Linked DNA regions of Mus musculus: region 1 is linked to region 2. Evidence: chromatin contacts called from public HiChIP or PLAC-seq data. All regions are on one chromosome and are shown on one strand. The core of a region is the stretch at or near the end of the contact, and the rest is flanking DNA. Distances in the headings are between cores, read along the strand shown. Region 1 has its middle 47 kb from the start of Gm38811. Region 2 overlaps Gm6559 (predicted gene 6559).

Region 1 (2,847 bases), core at 39-2,538, 370 kb after region 2:
CTAGCACAGGGAGGTCGAGCCTTCAGTGTGACTGACTGGAGAAACTGACACCGCGCTAGCTATGAAATAGCAAGATTTGAGAATTACAACTTCTCAGGATGGAGGGGTAACCTGTGCAAATCCTGAAGAGTCTGCCAGGAAGGATAATAGCCTGTATATGCAGTACAGGTCAGAGGGAGGTATAGGCTACAGAGCTAGAGGTGATCCAGGCCTGACAGCCCATGATGGATGTGGTGGGACACACACGGAGGTCAGCTCATGTCTGTAGGAAAGCCCTCTGAGGGGATTGCCCTGGATCAGCCTGCAGTATCAACCCTGCAGCTGATGAGGAGAAAGCACGGGAGGGGCTCTGAGCAGCTACAGAATAAACCAACCAAGTGAACGATAGTTTTGCTATTTTCTCTAATTAGTGCTGAGACCTGACTCTTAGGGTTGGGAGGGTGATAGATAACAATGTTTTCATGAGGAAAAAAAAAACCTTGAAATTCACATTAGGTTGTTTTAGGTAAGCAAGTTCTAGAAATTGAATGACTGAATTGAAATGGAAAAATTGAAATATCTAATCTATCTATCTTATTTGAGATTTTTTTTTAATCTCTCAGCGATGACACTGGTAAGTTCTGCAGCACAGAGCTGAGAAGAAGGCCCTTTGGAAGGATCCTTTTAGCCCAGCCTCTGGGGTCAGCAGGACCTCAACTGAAATCACTCTTGTGCCTCACCTCTCCACCCATCAGATTCCTCGTCTAAAAAATAGGATGTCAACAGCACTCCACACCCAGGGGACACCACAGAATGGGACTGAACCCAGGGACATATGTAAACAGCTGGGAGCAGAGCCAGGCACACCAGGAGCCTTAGCAATGGCAGGAGGGGACTGAAGGGCTAAAGACCAAAACCAAATGACTCAGAAGAGAATCTTGATGTCCTTAGGTGGCCTTGGATCCTTTTGATTTGTTCCTATTGTGGCATGATGTGGCAAGTTTCGATGATTCATTTTGTAGTAAATAGGGCTGAGCGACTTCCAAGGCATTTGAACTTCTGTACAGAGCCCAAGGAACTTAGGTTTTTTTTTTTTTTTTTACTCCAGGTTACTGAGCCAAACCTGACTTGCAAAATGACCGGCCTCTGCTGCAGAGGCAGGGGAGAATTTGGCTCCCTCGCCTATGATATCTACAGTAACCCATCAGCCATGGAACTGAAGGATGTGTTCTGCGCTCCCCTTTCCCCTTTAATGTGCCATTAAATCAAATACTCTATTAGCAGAATTAGTTCATTCAGTGTCTGCAAGGAAACATCCTGTGAATTGTGCGATGTCGCTCGCAAATGGCCCTGCACTCTGGGGTCTACTTGAGCAGTTTATATCCTGTGGAGGAGGGCCGAGCTGCCCAAGGATCCCACTGCCTTCCTCTAAGTGAAATATTATGGCTTCCACAAAGGATAATTATTTGGATCATTTTGCCATGTGCAAACCCGGTGAATTCCAAACACTGTGGATCAGGCTCTGGCCCAAAGCCTGCTGTCCCCACACCTGCAGACCAGGACTTGCCTTGGCCCCGTGGCCAACCTTCCCAACCTTCTTGGCTTCTCTGCTCTCTGTGTAAGTCCAGTTCTGAGGCTGAGGCAAAAAAGATATGTTTTTGTTGAGAGTTAAGACATGGAGAAATTCCCTCCCTTGATTTAGGTGAGGGCTATAGGTGGAAACCCACTTATTTCCACTCTCACTCACAGTCACTCAAACCATGGGAAAGCAGGCAATACCAATGACCGTGCCTCTGTCACGGTAATCTAGCGTTAGGAAAATTAGCAAGGAGTATATAAAGTCACATTCGGGCACGCTGACTGCCGGGGCACTGGCTGTTTCTGGGGCTTGTGGTCCACTCTTCCTCATGCCCAGGGACGTCTAGCCAGGTGAATTTACTCATTATGTCCTCGTCCTCTAGAGCCAGTGTATTGGAGAACATTTGCTTTCATACATGGTAAATCTTAAATTGATGTACTGGCGAATATTTAACCTTTTCAGTGGAGAGGATTGTCGTTTGCAAGGCTTGCCAACTACCATAGTGTAAATACTACCACTGTGATTGATTTTAAGCTATCAGTGTGTCATTGTTGCATACAAAGATGGAACGCTATGCTTGTTAAAACCCACAGTATACCCTAGTTCCTTGAATGTGACCTTAAGAGTACTTAATAGTAAAATCCAGTAAAATGATTAGAATGGTATGAGTTCTAGATAATCAATACTTAAAAAACAACAACAACAACAATGTAATCATGATCATGTATAACAAGGATGTCTGCAACATCCTTCAAAATTAGCAATCAGACCTCACAGGTGAACAGAGCCCAGGCCTTGCACATCTCTCGGTCTAAGAGTATAGCATACAATTTCTCCATTACAACCCAATTACAGTCCTATAATGGGCGTGGGTCTGAGGCAGGCTTCCACATAGTGCTAGGGACCCTGGTGCCCTCTCACTTGGGTCTTCATCGCCCTCTAGGGATCTCAGACTCACTCACTTTCTAACCAAGGACATGATTTTAATTTTCCAAGTTTGGCTACTTTCCAAGGGCTGAGATTCTGTCACATGGCCAACTCTAACTACAAGAAAAGGTACAGAAACTTTTAGTTGTGGACCCAAGAAAGGAAGTGAAGACTGTGGGCATCTTGTCCTTTCTTCTACAGCACATCTAAGATTGACTTCTTCACAGATTGATGTCATGAAGTAGATAGTTGGCTTATCTTATTAAATATGCCAGGGTTGTGGGGTGTAAATGGTGAAATGAATTGTTACAGAGTTATCAACTAATAAGTATAATAATACCCACAGTAAGAACCAATTGAAA
Region 2 (2,895 bases), core at 54-2,553:
AGGTATCCAATCCCCACGCTCCGGAAGTGGAGGCAGGAGGAGCAGAAGTTCAAGGTCGGGGGGTGGGAAAGTGGGTGCTCCGTGGGTAAAGTGTCTGCCAGGGAGGAATTGAATCCAAACCCCAGAAGCCACCTGAAGCTCAGAGCAGTAGCACTCATCTGTGGCAGGAGGGGAAGCCAAGAATCAATCAGCCAGTCCAGCTCACCCAACAGAAGCCAGCAAAGAGACCCTCTGTGGAACAAGAAGAATGTAAGGACCAGCATCAATTTCCATCTGTCCTTCAACCTCCACTTGCTGTAAGCATGCTCTCTCTCTCTCTCTCTCTCTCTCTCTCCCTCTCTCTCTCTGTTTCTCTCGCTTGTGCTCTCTCTCTCTCTCTCTCTCTCTCTCTCTCATACACACACACACACACACACACACACACACACACACACACACACACAGAGTTCAAGGTTATCCTTGGCAATGCAGCAGAGGAATCACCTGGGTGCTTATCACGCATCCAGGTTCCTGAGTCCTAACTCCAGAAATTCTGATTCAATTGGGGAAGGGAAAAGAGGGTGGCAGAGTTCACAACCCAACCCGACTTGGAAACCACTTGGGAGAGGGAGTGTTTCATACCCACCATAGCAGGAGCTCAGGAGGTTTCCCTCTGTCAGCAAGCTTGAGTAACAAAAACACATGAGGCTGGGAACGTGCTAGGGACATATCAGGTAAGATTAGGATTTAAATATATCCTGGGCCTCTCCTTAAGGATCATATATGTAAGTCACAGTGTGTGTGCATATATAGAACGTGCAGGTGTAATTTAATTAAAGGCAGGGCAATCAAAGAGAAAGATTCGCACGTTCTTCCTTCCTAGGCCACTTAAGGAGTGAGGTTGCAACGAAAGTCTCTCTTTTTTTCTAAGACATTATGAAAGGGGGTTAGTGTGAACAGGGTCAGGGATCGGTAGAGACATTTTCCCTACAGAGTGGAAGGAGAGAAGCTGGCAGTCACAGAGAAGCTGGTGAAGCTCCAGGTCAGGACAAGCAGCTCACACATGCCCGCCCACCTGCTGTGAACCAGACCTGAGAGAGCACCAGCACCTGCCTGGCTACCGTGTGCCTAATCCCAGAGTTGACTCGAACAAATAACATTCATAGTCTATGATTAGACAACAGCTTTTCCAAATAGAAGCCAGTACACAGTGAGACAGGAAAAAAAAAAAAAAAAAAAAAACCCTCAGCAATCTGTCTGAAAAGTAATTCTGCGATCGATCAGCAGGTGTCGCTGTTTTGCCTACGTGAACAGGGCTCTTTGTTCTTGGCCAAGTTGCTCCGACGCTCCGCGTGCAGTTAAAGACGACCAACCCGCTCTCAAGCTTGTCCCCGAGGGACTTTAATTTGGTCCGAGACAAAGAAATTCCTTCCTCAATTTTTTAAGTGGAGAAATATAGTGAAATTATGCCCGTATTCCCTAAAAAAAAAAAAAAAAAAAAACTGTATTGACATGTCATATTGTAATTTCCAGGGAACCATATAAAACCAAGCTCACACTGGTAGCTGCAGGGGCTGAGATGAGGAAGTTGAGTTTTCGTTTTATAAGATAAAAAGAGTTGGCTCCAGCCGCATATGTAGCAGAGGATGGCCTTGTCGGTCATCAATAGGAGGAGAAGCCGTTGGTCCTGTGAAGGTTCTATGCCCCAATACAAGGGAATGCCAGGGCCAGGAAGCGGGAGGGGGTGGGCTGGTGAGCAGGGAGACGGGGGAGGGGATAGCAGGTTCTCAGAGGGGAAACCAGGAATGGGAATAACATTTGAAACGTAAATAAAGAATATATCTAGTAAAAAGATCAGGAAAAAAATATAAAAAGAGTTATTGGTATTGAACGTGGGGTGCCTTTAACACCACTAAACTGTGCACTAAAATGGTTAAAATGATAAATTTTATGGTATCTGCATTTTAAAGAGTTGGTTGTGAGAGCCTAGCTTTTGGGTTTGTTTGTGTTTGGTTTTGGTTTTGTTTGTTTGTTTGTTTTTTTTTTTCAAGACAGGGTTTCTCTGTGTAGCCCTGGCTATCCTGGAACTCACTCTGTAGACCAGGCTGGCCTCGAACTCAGAAATTTGCCTGCCTCTGCCTCCCGAGTGCTGGGATTAAAGGGGTACGCCACCACGCCCGGCTGAGAGCCTAGCTTTTAATGGCTATACCATCTCTCTAGTCCATGTTATGTATTTTTTATCACAATAAAACATTCGAATAAAATGAACAGAACAGAACAAAGCAAAACCAACGCTAAGCCTATCTCTAACCCTCCTTGTAAGTCACGTTCATGAATTGGCAACATGAGCCTAGAAAGCAGATGAATTCCAGAGATGAAGTCTGCCATCTGGTGCACAGGATGAATGGACCCCTTCTGTGAAGAACTCAGAAAGCCCGTCCTGAGCAGAGGTCAAACGTCTCCTTCTGGAAGTCCTAGGGGTGGGAAAGATACCGAAGACAGCATTTAAGCTTGTGATGGACTGAGCTTACATTTAAAGAACCCACTGTGTGAAACAGAGATCCTGGCCTTTCCCGTCATATCTGCTCCTCTAGAACTCCAAACTTAAAAATCCAGAAAAGAGTCAGTACTATTTGCTGAGCCGCCCCACCCCATATGATAATATATGTTTATTTAGACCCAGTTTTCAGCATATCCATATGGGCCTAGGGAAATGGCATTCCTTACACCCAAGTAGGTCCAAGCTTGCTGGGACATTACTTCATTAGCTTGTTTGTTTAAGACAGGGGTCTCTCTACATAGCCCAGGCTGGCTTTTCCTCCGGCCCAGCTCTTCTGGGAAACCTGCTCATTCAGGATCTCTGATACAGTAGTGCCCCAAACTAAAAACCCCTGCCCTAAGAACTCAAAATATTAT

Evidence for each region. HiChIP or PLAC-seq counts read pairs in DNA pulled down with a chosen protein or histone mark.
Region 1: an H3K4me3 HiChIP or PLAC-seq map of bone marrow-derived macrophages shows a contact between it and region 2, with 3 times the contacts expected there. The contact joins two enhancer-like sites. A contact is called at or near these places in 3 of 115 datasets of contacts at active chromatin or transcription factors (bone marrow-derived macrophages, embryonic stem cells and pancreatic cancer cells).

The regions. Positions count from the first base shown.
Region 1 is chr6:51,756,428-51,759,274 of GRCm38.p6, forward strand. No RefSeq gene overlaps it. Among named protein-coding and RNA genes, the nearest start is that of Gm38811, 47 kb to the left of the region's middle. Within about 2 kb of position 1,289, at least 20 of the 459 cell types and tissues checked have an H3K27ac peak or open chromatin away from gene starts, as enhancers often do. A contact at or near this core is called in bone marrow-derived macrophages, where this site is marked.
Region 2 is chr6:51,382,883-51,385,777 of GRCm38.p6, forward strand. All of the region lies in intron 1 of Gm6559 (predicted gene 6559), which reads left to right. Among named protein-coding and RNA genes, the nearest start is that of Gm6559, 4.6 kb to the left of the region's middle. Within about 2 kb of position 1,304, at least 50 of the 459 cell types and tissues checked have an H3K27ac peak or open chromatin away from gene starts, as enhancers often do. A contact at or near this core is called in bone marrow-derived macrophages, where this site is marked.